Linked DNA regions of Gossypium hirsutum: all the other regions are linked to region 3. The links are chromatin contacts, called in public Hi-C maps. All regions are on one chromosome and are shown on one strand. Each heading gives the region's core, a stretch centred on a gene start, on an enhancer-like site or on the middle of the called end of the contact. The rest is flanking DNA. Distances are from core to core; before and after follow the strand shown.

The links. A called contact is a pair of places that touch in the nucleus more often than the background predicts.
Region 1: a contact with region 3 is called in a Hi-C map of leaf, with 1.9 times the contacts expected there. The contact joins the promoter of LOC107942923 here to the promoter of LOC107945836 in region 3. A contact is called at or near these places in 2 of 34 Hi-C or Micro-C datasets (hypocotyl and leaf).
Region 2: a contact with region 3 is called in a Hi-C map of leaf, with 1.6 times the contacts expected there. The contact joins the promoter of LOC107916712 here to the promoter of LOC107945836 in region 3. A contact is called at or near these places in 2 of 34 Hi-C or Micro-C datasets (fibers and leaf).

Annotation. Positions count from the first base shown.
Region 1 is chrD12:8,883,392-8,888,208 of Gossypium_hirsutum_v2.1, forward strand. LOC107942923 reads left to right here and starts at 1,378. Exons shown (of 4, transcript XM_016876651.2): 1 at 1,378-1,564; 2 at 1,967-2,166; 3 at 2,243-2,306; 4 at 2,466-3,141. The coding sequence starts at 1,997. The coding sequence ends at 2,759.
Region 2 is chrD12:9,302,126-9,306,631 of Gossypium_hirsutum_v2.1, forward strand. It overlaps LOC107916712, which reads right to left and starts at 1,398. Exons shown (of 1, transcript XM_016846062.2): 1 at 594-1,398. The coding sequence starts at 1,218. The coding sequence ends at 955.
Region 3 is chrD12:9,098,350-9,102,971 of Gossypium_hirsutum_v2.1, forward strand. It overlaps LOC107945836 (cytokinin hydroxylase), which reads right to left and starts at 2,605. Exons shown (of 5, transcript XM_016879980.2): 1 at 2,136-2,605; 2 at 1,800-2,026; 3 at 1,473-1,714; 4 at 1,015-1,393; 5 at 422-861. The coding sequence starts at 2,424. The coding sequence ends at 439. LOC107945837 (a long non-coding RNA gene) reads left to right here and starts at 2,909. Exons shown (of 4, transcript XR_001696748.2): 1 at 2,909-3,535; 2 at 3,653-3,715.

The DNA.
Region 1 (4,817 bases), core at 128-2,627, 220 kb before region 3:
ACAAACTCTTGGTTCATCACTTTGAATGCGGTGGTAGTCTCCGTCGCCATCTCCAAATTAGTTCTCTTTGAATGTTGAATATATTGAGCGGAGAAGATAGATCCAGAGGCGATATTGAACTAAACAATAGACTTCGAGGCGCAGGTGACGCTTTCCAGAGAGAACTATTTACCCCCACACAAAGTTGCTAGATAGTTAAGACAAAAGTCCTCACGGGATACAACGAAGCTTTTGAATTTCCTTTTATTAGCGAAATCGAGGAATTCCCTAACTCTTACTCTAATTTCTGAAAATAGGATTGATTGTAATAATTTTTGTGGGCACTATAGACCCTCTATTCATACGCACTCAATGGATCCTATTTTGAAGAGTCATAGCCTTTCATGTTGGACATAATTCTTAGAAGAAATATGTCCCATGGAAATGTATCCATTGAATGATAAATCATCACTTTCTAAATTTGAATAAGTGCTCATCAATAAGTAAATTTGCAATCTACAATTTCCAATAGTTGATAACGGGAAAAGGATATACCGGTCTAGTGTGGCTAAAATAAAAAAGTAATAGAAGCTTTCATTTGACAATTGGAATAAAAAAAATGGTGGTGTAGGACAATGATCGAAAAGGACAAAAAAGGAAAAGGAAAAGAAAAAGAAAAGTTAAAAAAATAAACAAAAAAATTAAATTGCTGAAAAAGAAAAAGAAAAAGAACTACTTGTGCAATTTGACCTAAAATTTTCATCGAAAATGTTGATATAATGTGCCACATTAGTTTACTATTAGACTGCTAATGACCAAAATGTAACAAATTGATAACGTTAGTGATCATATCACAACTTTCGATAACATTAGTGATCATATTGTAACTTTTTTAGTATTTGGTGACCAAAACATAATTTGAACCATACATAAGTGGCTAAGTTTATAGTTTACCTAATATAAAAATATTCTTAGAATAATATTTGTTATTTTTAAAAAAATGGTTTTTATGGTTTTTTAAACTTAGTCAAAATTTTTACATAAGCTTAAATAGATGGTATAAAAAACATATTTTTTTTCTAGAATTGAATTGCATAAACTATTTAATATATAAAATAGCGATTTGGCTCGAGGAATATCCAAACTTCATTCATAAATGAGCACTACACAAATATCTAAATGCAACAATACTATTATTTAAATTTTGAATTGAATTGGAATATGAGAAGGATCATATATGTAATTTAATTTATTTTTAAAGCATACTCTCCTAGAGATTTAAACTTGGGTGTAAGATGTTAATCCAATTAATAAAATTATTCATAGCCCAATAAGAAATTTTTTAAAAAAATTGCTTAAATATTTTTATATTAGTTTTTATTTCTTTTCGCCACATAGTTGTGCTTTTAAAAGTTTGAAGCAGTCAAATAATGAAATTACTAATTCAAAGAACGAATATGAAATCACAATTTTTGTACCCTTCCCACCTTTAATAATATATAATTCATCCTCGCCTTAGCATGCTCTCTTCTTCCTCGTGGCACCCCCCCTTTCTGTGCTTTTATTCTTCCAAGGGTTCCATCAGGTAACGTGAAAAAATTCAAATATCCATCCTTAATTTTTTATATGTTCACAATTTTTTGGTGTGCAGATCTGGGTTTCTGTTTTTCTTTCCTAGTTTTATTCTGTTAAAAACTATTCTGTTTCTTAGTCAAAGTTCAAAGCGTTTCTATAACAGATCTGAAAAGTTTTAATCCCTAACAGTTTGGATTTCCAGTATCGGTTTCTCATTCTTAGTTTTTATCTCTTATTTAATCCCTTCAATTTCTTATTAATCCGGCATTCTTTTATTTATTTTGAAAATGCAATTAACCCCAAGTTTTGAAGATCTTTATTTGTAATCTTATTGAGTTTGGGTTTCCTTTTCTTTTTAAAGATTTAACTGAAATCTTGGTGTTGATTTGCTGTGGGGGGTGTGTTTGAATAGGCCTTCTTTCTTAAGCTTTGGGTTTTCAAGATGAATCATTGCAATCTTCAGCAGAACGCCACCGTTTCGGCTTACGAAGAGTTGAGAGGGTTTATCTCAATCACTGATCATCAAAAGGGCGGTGCCGTTGTTTGCACCAAGCCTCGGCGAATTCAGGTCCTCGCCAATAACCCTACCAAGCCATTGAGATTGCATATGAGGTCTAATTTTGTTCTCTGGTTGATTTGACCTGCTTTTAGGGACTCTCGTTTAATTGATTTGTCCTTTCAATTGCAGTCATCAAGCCGAGGTAAGCGATTCGAAAGCTGGTGCAGACCTTCTTGATATCATCCTCAATAAGGTATCAATATCATTCAATCTTAAGATTCTTCTTGCTTGCTGATTAAATTAATTTTTCTTTACATACTCGTATCAAACACATATATTAATGGTTTATTTTCAAAGATGGAATTGTTTTTACTCTGTTGGTTGTTAATATATGTTTTGGTCGTTTTTATAGGAGGATTTAGGGACAGAAGAAGAACAATCTATAGCATCATCACCTCCGTTTTTTTGTGGGTCGCCTCCAAGTAGGGCTGCGAATCCACTTGTGCAAGATGCTCGGTTCGGAGATGAAAGGCTTGCACAAGCCCTTTCGACTTTGGAGATTCCATCTCCATCTTCGCCGTCGTCATTGGCACGTAAAGGAGGGTGTGTTAGGATGAAATTTGGCCTTAAACCGGCCGCAGTTAGAGTGGAAGGATTTGATTGTCTTAACAGGGATCGCCAAAATTCCATCCCTGCTACGCCTTAGAACTTAAATTAAGAATCCAAGTGTACATAGAAGGAAGTTAAGTGCCAGCACCATTTCAGAAAAAGGAAAAAGAGAGCCAGGATTAAGAAGGAAGTTTTGGATATATTTTGGGGGGAAGAAAGAGAGAATTTCTGTTTAGTAATGTATATATGGATATGTTTGGGGTCTAACAGCATGGGATCATGCAGGGATCCAGCAATGCTTGTTTAGTAATATAAATATATGTAAGATTTGGGTCAATATGGATTGATATATTTGTTTTGGGGAGATCACCATGGGAGAAATCTGTATAGATCCTGCGGCTGGTGATTTGATTTTTTTTTTTGCATAGTTTAAATTGCTCTGTAAATTACCTATGGTTTAATGATATATTTCTTGATTATCATTGATTTTTAAGTGAGGTATGGATTCGGATATTTATTATTCAAAGATGAATTAATTTCATGGATTACAGATTTTGTAATCCAAATCTGTTGCGCGGATTCGTTTTACAATCCTTGATGATGGTACAGAATATATTTTAATATCTATATTATTCTTGGAATGGTTGATTTTAAATTGAGTTTTAATTTATTTAAAAATAGCTAAATCAACTTTTTCAAAGAATTTTTTCTTTTTTTATGTTTTTATATAAAATCAATAAAACTTGATACGAGAGGTTCTTTGGGAATTAATATCATGTCTGAAATATGGGCTTAAAATTATCTAAATTTGTCTATATTTATAAATGGTTATCCTAGAGTTGTCCATTGATTGGGCTAGTTCAAGTGAAAAGTTTAGGCCTGTTTTTTAGGCTCAGGTCTAGCCCAAAAAATGAGTTTAAAATTTTGTCTTAGCCTGACCTAAATAAAAATGCTAAAAACCCAAGTTTAACCCGACTTGCTCGTATTAAAATCATTTTTATTATTTATTATAAAAAATAAGTTTAAAAAATATAATATATCAAATACACTAAAAATATTAAAATAAATGTTTACCAACAATGAAATTTTTAAAAAAAAAAATTAATTAGCACTAAGATAAGTGCAACTTAATAGGCAAAACACCTCTAAAATAGTAGCAAAATTAATAAAAAAACAAGAGTTATACAATATCCAAACAATAAAAAATAATAATATAATAGCGAAATGATAGCAAAACAATGAAAAGCAATGGTAAAATAGTAAAAAAACAGCAATTGTTTTTTTTTTTTGCAAATTCAGGTCGAACTAAGCACCGGCCAAAAAAGCTTACTCGAGGCTCAGCCCATTTAGAAAACGGGCTTTATTTTTGTCTAAACTCATTTTTCGAGTCTATATTTTTATCCAAACCTTCCCACTTTTCGAGCAGGTCAACTAACCCCACCCATAGACAAGTCTAGGCTATCCCAAGCTCATTTTAGACCCGACCATATTTATATTATTTTAATTTAATTTTTTTATTTTTTATTTATTAAATTTTTATGTATAATTTTCTTAACATTCTTTATTGTTTACATTAAAGTAGTATTATATATTACTATAGATTTAATTTTTATGTTTTATAAATTACATAATATATATAAAAATAACATAATATAAAATATTACAAATTCAAAATCGGGCCAGGCTGGGTTAGGCTCGAGTATTGAGTGTTCAAGTCCGAATTCAGCCCATATTTTAAATGGACCTATTTTTTTTTTTTTTGCTCAAACCCATTTCTCGAGCCTTATATTTGTACCCAAACCCTCCCAAATTTCGGTGGGCCTAGATAGATAACTCAACTCATGAATAAGTCTACTTGACACTAGACTTGATCATAGGTCGGGCCACCCGGCCCGAATTCACTAAAGGACAAAAAAATTTGCTCTTTTTTTTTCTTTTTTCTTTTGAATGTTATTTTCTTGTTGTTTTCTCTCTATTTTGCTATCATTTTATTATTATGTTGTTACTATTTTGTTGTTATTGTTTAGATATTGTATAAAACTTATTTTACTATTAATTTTGTTATTATTTTAAAGGCATTTGTTAATTTTGTTATTATTTTAGAGGCATTTGCTTGTTAAGTTGCATTTATCTCAGTGTTATTTAAGTTTACATA
Region 2 (4,506 bases), core at 148-2,647, 200 kb after region 3:
GTTGAATCTATCAAGTCTTCAATTCCCGTTTTGACCAGTTTGTCCAATTTGATCAAATAAATTATTGAAAATTCATACAAGTAAAAATATTTTAAAAATAGAGAAAACCGATTAAACCAAGTTTTTAGCTCGGTTCAACCAGGCTATATTGGGTCAATTAGTTCAACCGGTATCTCAACCGGGTTCCCAGTCCAACCTATTCAACCGACCAATCTAGTTCTGAAAACATTGGTTTTGATTCATAAAGGAACTTTTTCAATCTTGCCAGGTCAAGCAAAGAGACGGTGAAATTTTAAAACAAAATTAATCGCTAGCATCTCAATCTCAAAAAGGTGAATTTTGAGTATTTTTAATATTATTAGATATTATAAAAGAAAAAGAATAAAAAAATAAAGAGAGAAAAATAATGTAAAAGAAAAAAAATTCAAAATAATTTTTAACTATATAACATTTAGATCTAAAATGTGTACCAAAAACATAGTTGAGGTAAAAATGTTTTAAAATTAACTTAGTTTGACGAACAGTTAACCTAATATGGAAAAAAAATTAATAGTTTAGGTTCTAGTTGTTAAAAAAGATATTAAGCACCAAAATGTAAAAAAGTCGTATAATTGAAGTAGTGAATTAAACATGTAAATAATAAGAGAGACTTGGGTTGTCCTTAACCGTCATCAGCCATACCATACGCGTACTCTGAACTCTCTGGCTGCCTAGCATGCAGCTTTTTATGATTTCATATACATACACATCTCACATTCAAAGACCACTGCCTCTGCCCTTCACATCCATTTATTACACCGTAGTTTTACATCAAGGCAGTACAGATCAATGATTATGATTTGATTTGCAATTTTACATCAAAACAAAGGAATAAATCATTATGGATATATGAATGAATAAAATAAGAAGCAGTTAAGGAAAAGCCAAAAGCAACATAAACAAAGTCTAATAATCCTAGTGCTTTTGGGTAGTTTTATGATACTTGTCTTTGATCCATTGAAGCCCCGAAGAGGTTCCTTGTTTGACCTTCTTCATCCCAGTTGAAGCCACAGCTTTGGTCTTCTCAAGCCCATCCCCGACCTTCTGCTTGTACTTGGCGGTTGCCCCACCGCTGCTGCTTTTCTTCTTGTTTGCAGCACCGTTGGAAGCCGCTGGATCGCTGTAGTCCCATTGGTCTGCCCAGGATGATCCATTGCCGTACGAGTTGTTTCCTTCCATTTGCTCTTTTTTTTTCTTTTCTTTTCTTTTCTTTTCTTTCTGTATTGATAGATTGAAGGGGGGCGGGGTTCGGTTTTCAGCTGAGAATTCTAAGAATAATAATATAGATTGAATTTAGGCAAGGATTGGGAAGTATTTTGTTAGGGAGGAAGGCGTGCTTTGAATTTGATGGGAACTCAAGTCCCTATTTTATAGGCGTTAATCCAACAAAGAAAACTGGGCTGTATCCAGGAATGGGACCCAGCTGCAATTAATCAATTTGTATTATTATATTACCTATAACCGAAATGCCAAAAATAACCTCCTTTTTATCTAATGCTTTCTTAGTATACTAGGTTTTGTAAATTAAAATAAGGCCATTTTTTAAAATTTTTATAAGCAAATGTTTTATTTATTTTTATTTTTTAAAAGATAATTATTTAATACATTAATTGTGTAAAATTTTAACTTCACAAGTGATTGAGATTTTGTCATGCGACAAAAATTAAAAATATACATATGTGATAAAATCTTAATTCCATTTTTGAAGATAAATATTTTCATAGCTTATATACAAAATATTTAATTTTTTTTAAAATACAATTTAAGAATACATGACAAAAATTCTAACTCCACTTATAAAAATTGTTTTTTATAAAAGTTATTATCTAACCTTTTTGTTGCCTTTTACCTTAAATTTTTATTATCATTGATAGTAAAGAGGATAAAGGATATTTAAAAAAGAAAAAGCAGGAAGGGTAGTGTAGTCAAACGCATAAACTTCAATAAATTAATAAAAAAGAAGAAGCGCGTAGTTATATTGGGGTTCTGGAATTATCCAAAAAAAAAAATAGGGTGGATTAATTTGACCGTGATCTCTTACGTTACACGGTTACGCAGGATGTATGGAAAGTTCTGTTTAAGAAGCTTCCGCAATCGTCATTGCGTATGCCTTCGCCTTTTGATTTTATATACATCTTCAAACTAGAAAACATAATATATTATTCTCGTCCAACTACTCTTACATTGCCACCTTTATATACGTTGGACTGTTCTAACTCAGAATTCAGGTACTTTCTAGAAAACATGCTATTTAAACACTGCTACCAAAAACGCTGCCGTCGTTTGGTCCTCTGCCACCGGCTTCATTTTGAGCTGGTACCAATAATAACATTCCCAAAACCAAAAACATGTCACTCACATTCTAAATCCAATTAAAAAAAATATGTCACTAGTAAATTTTTAAATTTAAAAAATTAAAAATATTTATTAAATTATTTGATAGGTTATATTTTGATCGTTCAATTTTTTAAAATTACAAACTGATCAGTACATTATTTGAAAATTTTATTTAAGTATTGACTTGTTAAATCTTTAATGGATGACTAATGTGACTATTAAATTAATGTTTATATAATATAATATATTAATAATATTATTTATATAATTTTCACCTGGCTTAAAAAAAATAGTTCGGGTGCTTTTTTATCCTTTAATGAATTAACCTAATCTAAATTACTTTGTTTTAGGTTTTTTTTAAGAACGTCCTTAATGATTTTAGTATTTTTAGAGAAAATAGATTATGATTTAATAATTTAGTGACTTAAATAAAAAATTTTAAATAATTCAATGACTATTTTATAACTTTTCAAAGATAATTGATCAAGCTGCAAACTTACTGTAATCACTGAATTTTGTCCGGCTCGTTTTTTTTTAAATTTCAAAAAAAATACAAAAAATAAAAAATTATATTTTAACCCCTAAACTTTTTGAAATTGCATTTTAACCCCTAAATTTCATAAAATTACATTTTGACCCATGAACTTTTTAAAATTACGTTTTGACCCCTAAACTTTCTCAAAATTTTGTTTCAGCCCCAAAAATTTTGCTTCATTTACAAATTGGTCCTTCTGTCAGAAAATCCCCAATAATCAGGTGGATTTCGTGCACCTGCCCCACGATTTCCCGCCGGCCTAGGGCATGGCCTTCCCCACTTGCTACCTGCAAAAAAGAAGCAAAACCAACTATAAAAAGGAGTTTAAACTCCAAAAATCGAAGGCCCCCCCCGGCGAATCAAAAAAGAAAAAGAAAAAGAAAGTTTCAAAAAAAATTTCAGCAGCAAAAAGAAAGAGGAGAAAGAGAAAGAGGAAAGAAAGGAAGAGAGGGGAGGAGCGACGGTGGTGCAACCAAGGCGTAAAGAAGAAGAAGAAGAAGAAGGAAGAAAAAAGAAGAAGGAAGAAAAAAGAAAAAGAGAAAAGAAAAAGAAAAAATAATAATAAAGCAGTCGGGTCGAACCGACCCGACCCGTCCGGCTCAAAACCCAACCCGAGCAGAAGACCCGACCCAGCAGAAGCCCAAAGCAGCCCAAAAAAATAAAGAAAAAACAAAGCAAAAAAAAAATAAGCAGCAAAAAAAAAAGGGGGCAGGCCAACAGCAGGCCCAATTCCAGCAGCCCAACAGCAGGCCCTAGCCCAACAGCCAGCCTGTCCAGCAGCAGCCTAGCAGTGCAGCGGCCCAAACCAGCGCAGCCCAACAGCAGCCCACAGCAAGCAGCCCAGCAGAAAATGAAAAGAAAAAAGAAAAAAAGAAAAAAAGAAAAAAAAAGAAAAAAGAAGAGAAAAAGAAAAGAAAAATTCAATTTGTGTAACCCGTTCGGTGAAGCTCGCATTTTAGATTTTTCGGTAATTTCGTTTATTTCACTTTTAATTTAATGCTCGTATTTTTATGTTATTTCATTTTAATATTATTAGCATTTTATGCATTTTTATATTTTTATATTTTGTATTTATATTTTCAATTTAATTCAATTTTAATTTTATTTTATTTTAAATAATTTTAAAAAATAAGGCAACGGATCGATTTATCATAAAATCGTTGATTTCATCGCTATGTTGGGTGAATATCACCAGTTTGTGTTAAACTCGATACGCCCTTTTAAAAATAAAAATATTCAAAAAATTCGTATTTTCAAAAAAAAATCCTCGGGTTTCGAAATTTTCGTGTCTTCAAAAAAATTTCTCGTGTTTTCAAAAATAAAGTAACAAATCGATTTGACACTAATTCGTTGATTTCATTGCTATGTTGAGTGAATATCACCGATTAGTGTTAAATACGATACGTGCTTAATAAAAAAATTAGAAAATTTTTCGTGTTTTCAAAAAATTCCAATTTTCAAAATTTTTCATGTTTTCAGAAAATTCCCGTGTTTCAAAAATTCTCGTGTTTTCAAAAATTTCGATGTTTTGAAAATTTTCGTGTTTTCAAAAAAAATCTCGTGTTTCATAAATTTTCGTTTTTTAGACAAAATTG
Region 3 (4,622 bases), core at 1,355-3,854:
CGGACTGGTGGAAACAGATATGGGGTGGCTAAGAAATAAAGGATTGTTTGAAATACCAAAAAGAAATTGAATAAAATCCTGTCCCTACTCTTGTCAAATACTAGTTGGCAATATTTATTATAATATATCTATTTTTTTTTATATTGTAAAGCTGGGCACCTTGTAAAAAATTAAATTAAGAAAATGACGGAAAAGGTGGCTTTAAACTATAGTTTAGTTGTGTGTTATGAAGCACCCTCGATTAACTACTTAAAAACCCTTCTCACTCTTCTTCAAAAAAACAAAAAAGTTTTCACTCTTCACTTCCTTTTTCTAGATTTTTTTTTTTCATACCAATGGGTTATCTAAACATCTCGATTTCGAAAACTTGTAGTAATGTAAGTATATATCAAAACTAAATTGTCTACTCAAAGGATTCCACTTCAAAATCAGCCTGCTTTAAGAATTCAATGGCTTCAAATGCACTTGGACTCCATGTTTCGGTTTTAGAGTCATGACAACCACCGGAGCATGGCGGTAACTTTGTGAAATTGTGAAGCTAAACCGTGAGATCAACATAGATAAGATGATCTTAGCTTCCATCATAGCAAAAGATTGACCGATACAATTTCGAGGTCCGGCGGCAAAGGGCATAAAATGTCGACCGGAGGTAAAGGGTCTGGAGTTGAACCTATTAGGATTGAATTCATTCACATCTTTTCCCCATAATTCTTCACAGTGATGTATCGCCAATACTGGTATCCATATCGATAGTCCCTTGGGAATGAAGAGATCTCCTAATTTTATGTTCTCAAAAGCCATCCGTGGCAGGACCGTTGCTGGTGGATAGAGTCTCAATGACTCATTTATAACCATGTGCAGCTACAATATCAAACAAAATGACTTGTATAAGTTAAAGTGTAAATTATAATTTTTAAAATGAAGTCAAATTAATTTTAATTATTATTTTTTAAATATAAATTTATTTTGAAGACTTGACAAGAAGTTTCTTTTAAAAAAAAAAATTGGGCTTACCACAGTTAGTTTAGAGAGTTGATCAACAGAGGGAACTCCGCCATTGCAAACCTCTTTGAGCTCAGCTCGAACCTTATCTTGCCAAGAAGGGTTGGTGGCCAGTAACATGACCGTCCATGTAAGTAAAAGAGCAGTAGTTTCATGGCCGGCAAAGAAGAAAGTTTTGCATTCATCCATTATCAACTGTAGGTTTAGTTTGAATTGGTCTCCTCTCTTCTTTTCCATCTCATTAAGCAAAATACCTAACAAATCATTCCCATATGAACTGCTCCGACCAATTTCTACACAATCTTTTCGGCTTTGTATAATCTCCATCAGTAATCTATCCACCTCCATCTTCAGGGACTTCATTTCTCTGTTATATTTTGTTGGGAAAAACCTGAAAATGAAATTAATGAGTACATTCTCTCTTTCATTTCATACTACCTAGACCGAATCGGAAAAGGGAAAATACTCACCGGCTTCCTGGAAAGCACAAGTGCCTGCTTGCTTGAGCGCAAAGGTGTTGCAGAGATGTCAGAAGATAGAATATTTGTTTCCCTTTCTCATAACTGCTATCGAATTCGGTTCTTGCGATTATATCAGCAGTAAGCCGAGACATGTATGCTCCGATTTCGAACTCGGTTTGACCTGAATTTACTGCATTTTGCAGTGATTGGAGCATCTGCTTAGTGCTCTCCACCATGTGGCCGCAATAACTCTGTTGAAACAAAAAAAGAATTAATTCAATTTCAAACCATCACAACCCAAAACATACATGATTGGATTCGATTAAATTAGATTACCTTAAGCTTATCTCCCATGAATGCTGGAGAAGCAATATGGCGCTGATGGTACCAGTCCCGGTCGTTCGCCATTAACAAACCTCTCCCAGTAAAATGTTTTGAGCCTTGCTGTTGCAGCCATGATTTGCCTGTTACAAGGTGGTGTTTGGTCATCAATTCTTTTATCAGCTCAGTATCTGTCAGACACATCCTTGGCTCCACCCCATGCCAGTATATAAACCTTTTCCCTGTTGAAAAATACCCAGAGGAAAACCGTAAGACTAACACCGAAAACCCCTGTTTTAAGTGTCGCCATGTATGGGAAGATTAATTAAAAATATACGTAAATATACATACCATATGATTTAGACCATTTGACATAATGCGGCAAAAGCCGGCCAACTAGGTCGTGGTGGATGGTTCCCATTTCTTTCGAGGTCGATTGTGAAGTTAGCTTGAACATCTCGAGCATGTTGCCGGTTACTCCGCGGGGTTTCGGGCCACGCACTCCTTGTTTCTCCATGGTTTTCCTTATGCGTCTGGGATTCAGCAGGTAACATGAGATGGTGTCAAACACAAGTTTAAACAACAAGAATATCATGAAAAGAACCGAAAGGGTAATCAGAAACACCACCATAGCAGCCATGGCGGCGATCTCAATTACACGAAAATAAAAAATATATATATAGCCTTCTTTTATCAAATCGGTGTCAAAAGAGAGGACAGTTTTGAAGGGAATGAAAACTTTCCTCGTTGTTTTACTAATGATTTCTAGGAATGAAGTAAATTTATAGTAACCAAAAGGCCATGGTATACATAGTTTAAAAAATCTATTAATATTTGCCTCGTATCTATAAGTCACACGTTAATGTGATATCAATTTTAATAAAAATATAAATATAATTTTGAAAATTCGAGTGGACTTTTATAAAATCTTAAACCTTAATAAAACAAATAGTTTCAACAGCATTGGACTTGAGTCCAATAAAGAAAGCTAATTAAAACAAGAACAAAGCAACAGGATCTAAATCCGCACAAAATTGGCCCATGAAATTTAAAATGAATGAAACAAAAAAAAAAAGGAAACCTGATCCTATCATATACCAGTCGAAATCAACAGCTGGACACCATAAGTCAGTGTCTTTTCACATGACCGTCCCAGCTTTTGATGATAGTAGGTTTCAAAAAAATCTTTTAGTCTTCTGTTACCCATTTCCAACAAAGGCCTACTTTCCTTTTTTCAGTCTGGTAGCCTTGGCCAACTTTTCTCCAGTGCGCGGCGAACATAACCTGGAACACCACCCAATAGATAATGGCCTTCTCCCATTTTTAGTGCCTCTTTCGCAAGAATATAGGTGTATGTATTCTCTGTTTTAGGGATAAAATGAAACCCAATCTCTTGAAAATGGACCTTTTTGCTGTGAATATCTCTGATGAGTGCTCCAATAACCGATCTATCGAAATATGTAGTTTGACATTTCTTTATTACAGTTCTTGAATCTCCCACTATTTCCAGAATACTAAAACCCATAGAAATTCCTAATCGCATGGGTTGTAATCCTGCATATGCCTCCGTCGTAAACGGAGATGCTACATCGGAATGAAGAACCGTCGTTGATACCAAGATCTCGCCCCCCACATCTCGTACTACCAGTCCCAAAGCAAATCTGAAAGATTGTTGGTCGAAGGCTACGTCAAAGTAAATTGCCACACTCGTTCTCCTATCGACATATTTATGGCCTCTATCTACTTTTAAGGTGAGTTTCTTCTCTTCTATGTCGTCCAACTCAGAAATATAACTGTAAATTTGTTTCGAGATGTCCCTACTCGTCATACTTTTCCTTTCATAGATTAACTGATTTCTATATGTCCAGATTAACCAAAGTCCGCAACAAAAAAGGCGATACTGTTTGCTAGTCCCCCGACTAAAAACCCAGGTAAGCCACTCCCATACGCTTTGAATGACATTGAATGACATTATTAAGTACCCAGGAAAGGTTTAAGTACATCCATACCTCCACCATTTTAGGACACTATTAAAATATATGGTTACTATTGTTGTTCCAATAGGGTCGGAAGCGTGTAAATTATTGTACTAAAAAATCACACAAAGTTCAATTCCCAGGGAAGAGAGGTGGATCACAATGATCTCTTAAATACCAAGTCTTTCCTTAGTCAGAATATCCTTCTATAGTAATTTAATAGCACAATTAAATACTACTATTATACCCTCAAATATTGAAAGAAAAATAGGACAAAAAAGAACACAAGAGTTTTAACGATGTTCGGTAAATTATACCTACGTCCTCGAGCACTAACACCAGATGATAACTTTACTATCTCCAAAATATTACAAAAAAAATAGAATTTCTTAAGAATTCTCAAATGGGAGAAGAGAGAAAACTAAGAGAGAAAGATTGGTTGGGATGGTTGAAATAAAAAATGAAAAGGCCTATTTATAGTTGAGGTTCAGGGACTAACTTGCAAATGGCCTAAAAAATTAGGGACCAAAATTGCAATTATCCCATTCAACTTTTCAACATTCGGTGCAACTTGCTCAACCTTTTTAACAAGTTGCTTCCTACCTTTGTTGACTTTTCAACAATCTCCACCTTGAAGATTTGATTAGGATAATCACATCTTCACATACTTCCTTCAACTCCCCAAATTCGATAAAGCTATCTTTTGTAGTGCCTCCAAATGCGCTCTCGAGCGCCATACACCTAAAGGTGCTCAAATTCTCAGGATGTTAATCAAGTTCAAACAATGATTAAACTTGATTGTTGTTACCACCTTGGTCATCATATCTGCGGGATTATCTGCTGTCGGAATCTTCTGAAGTAG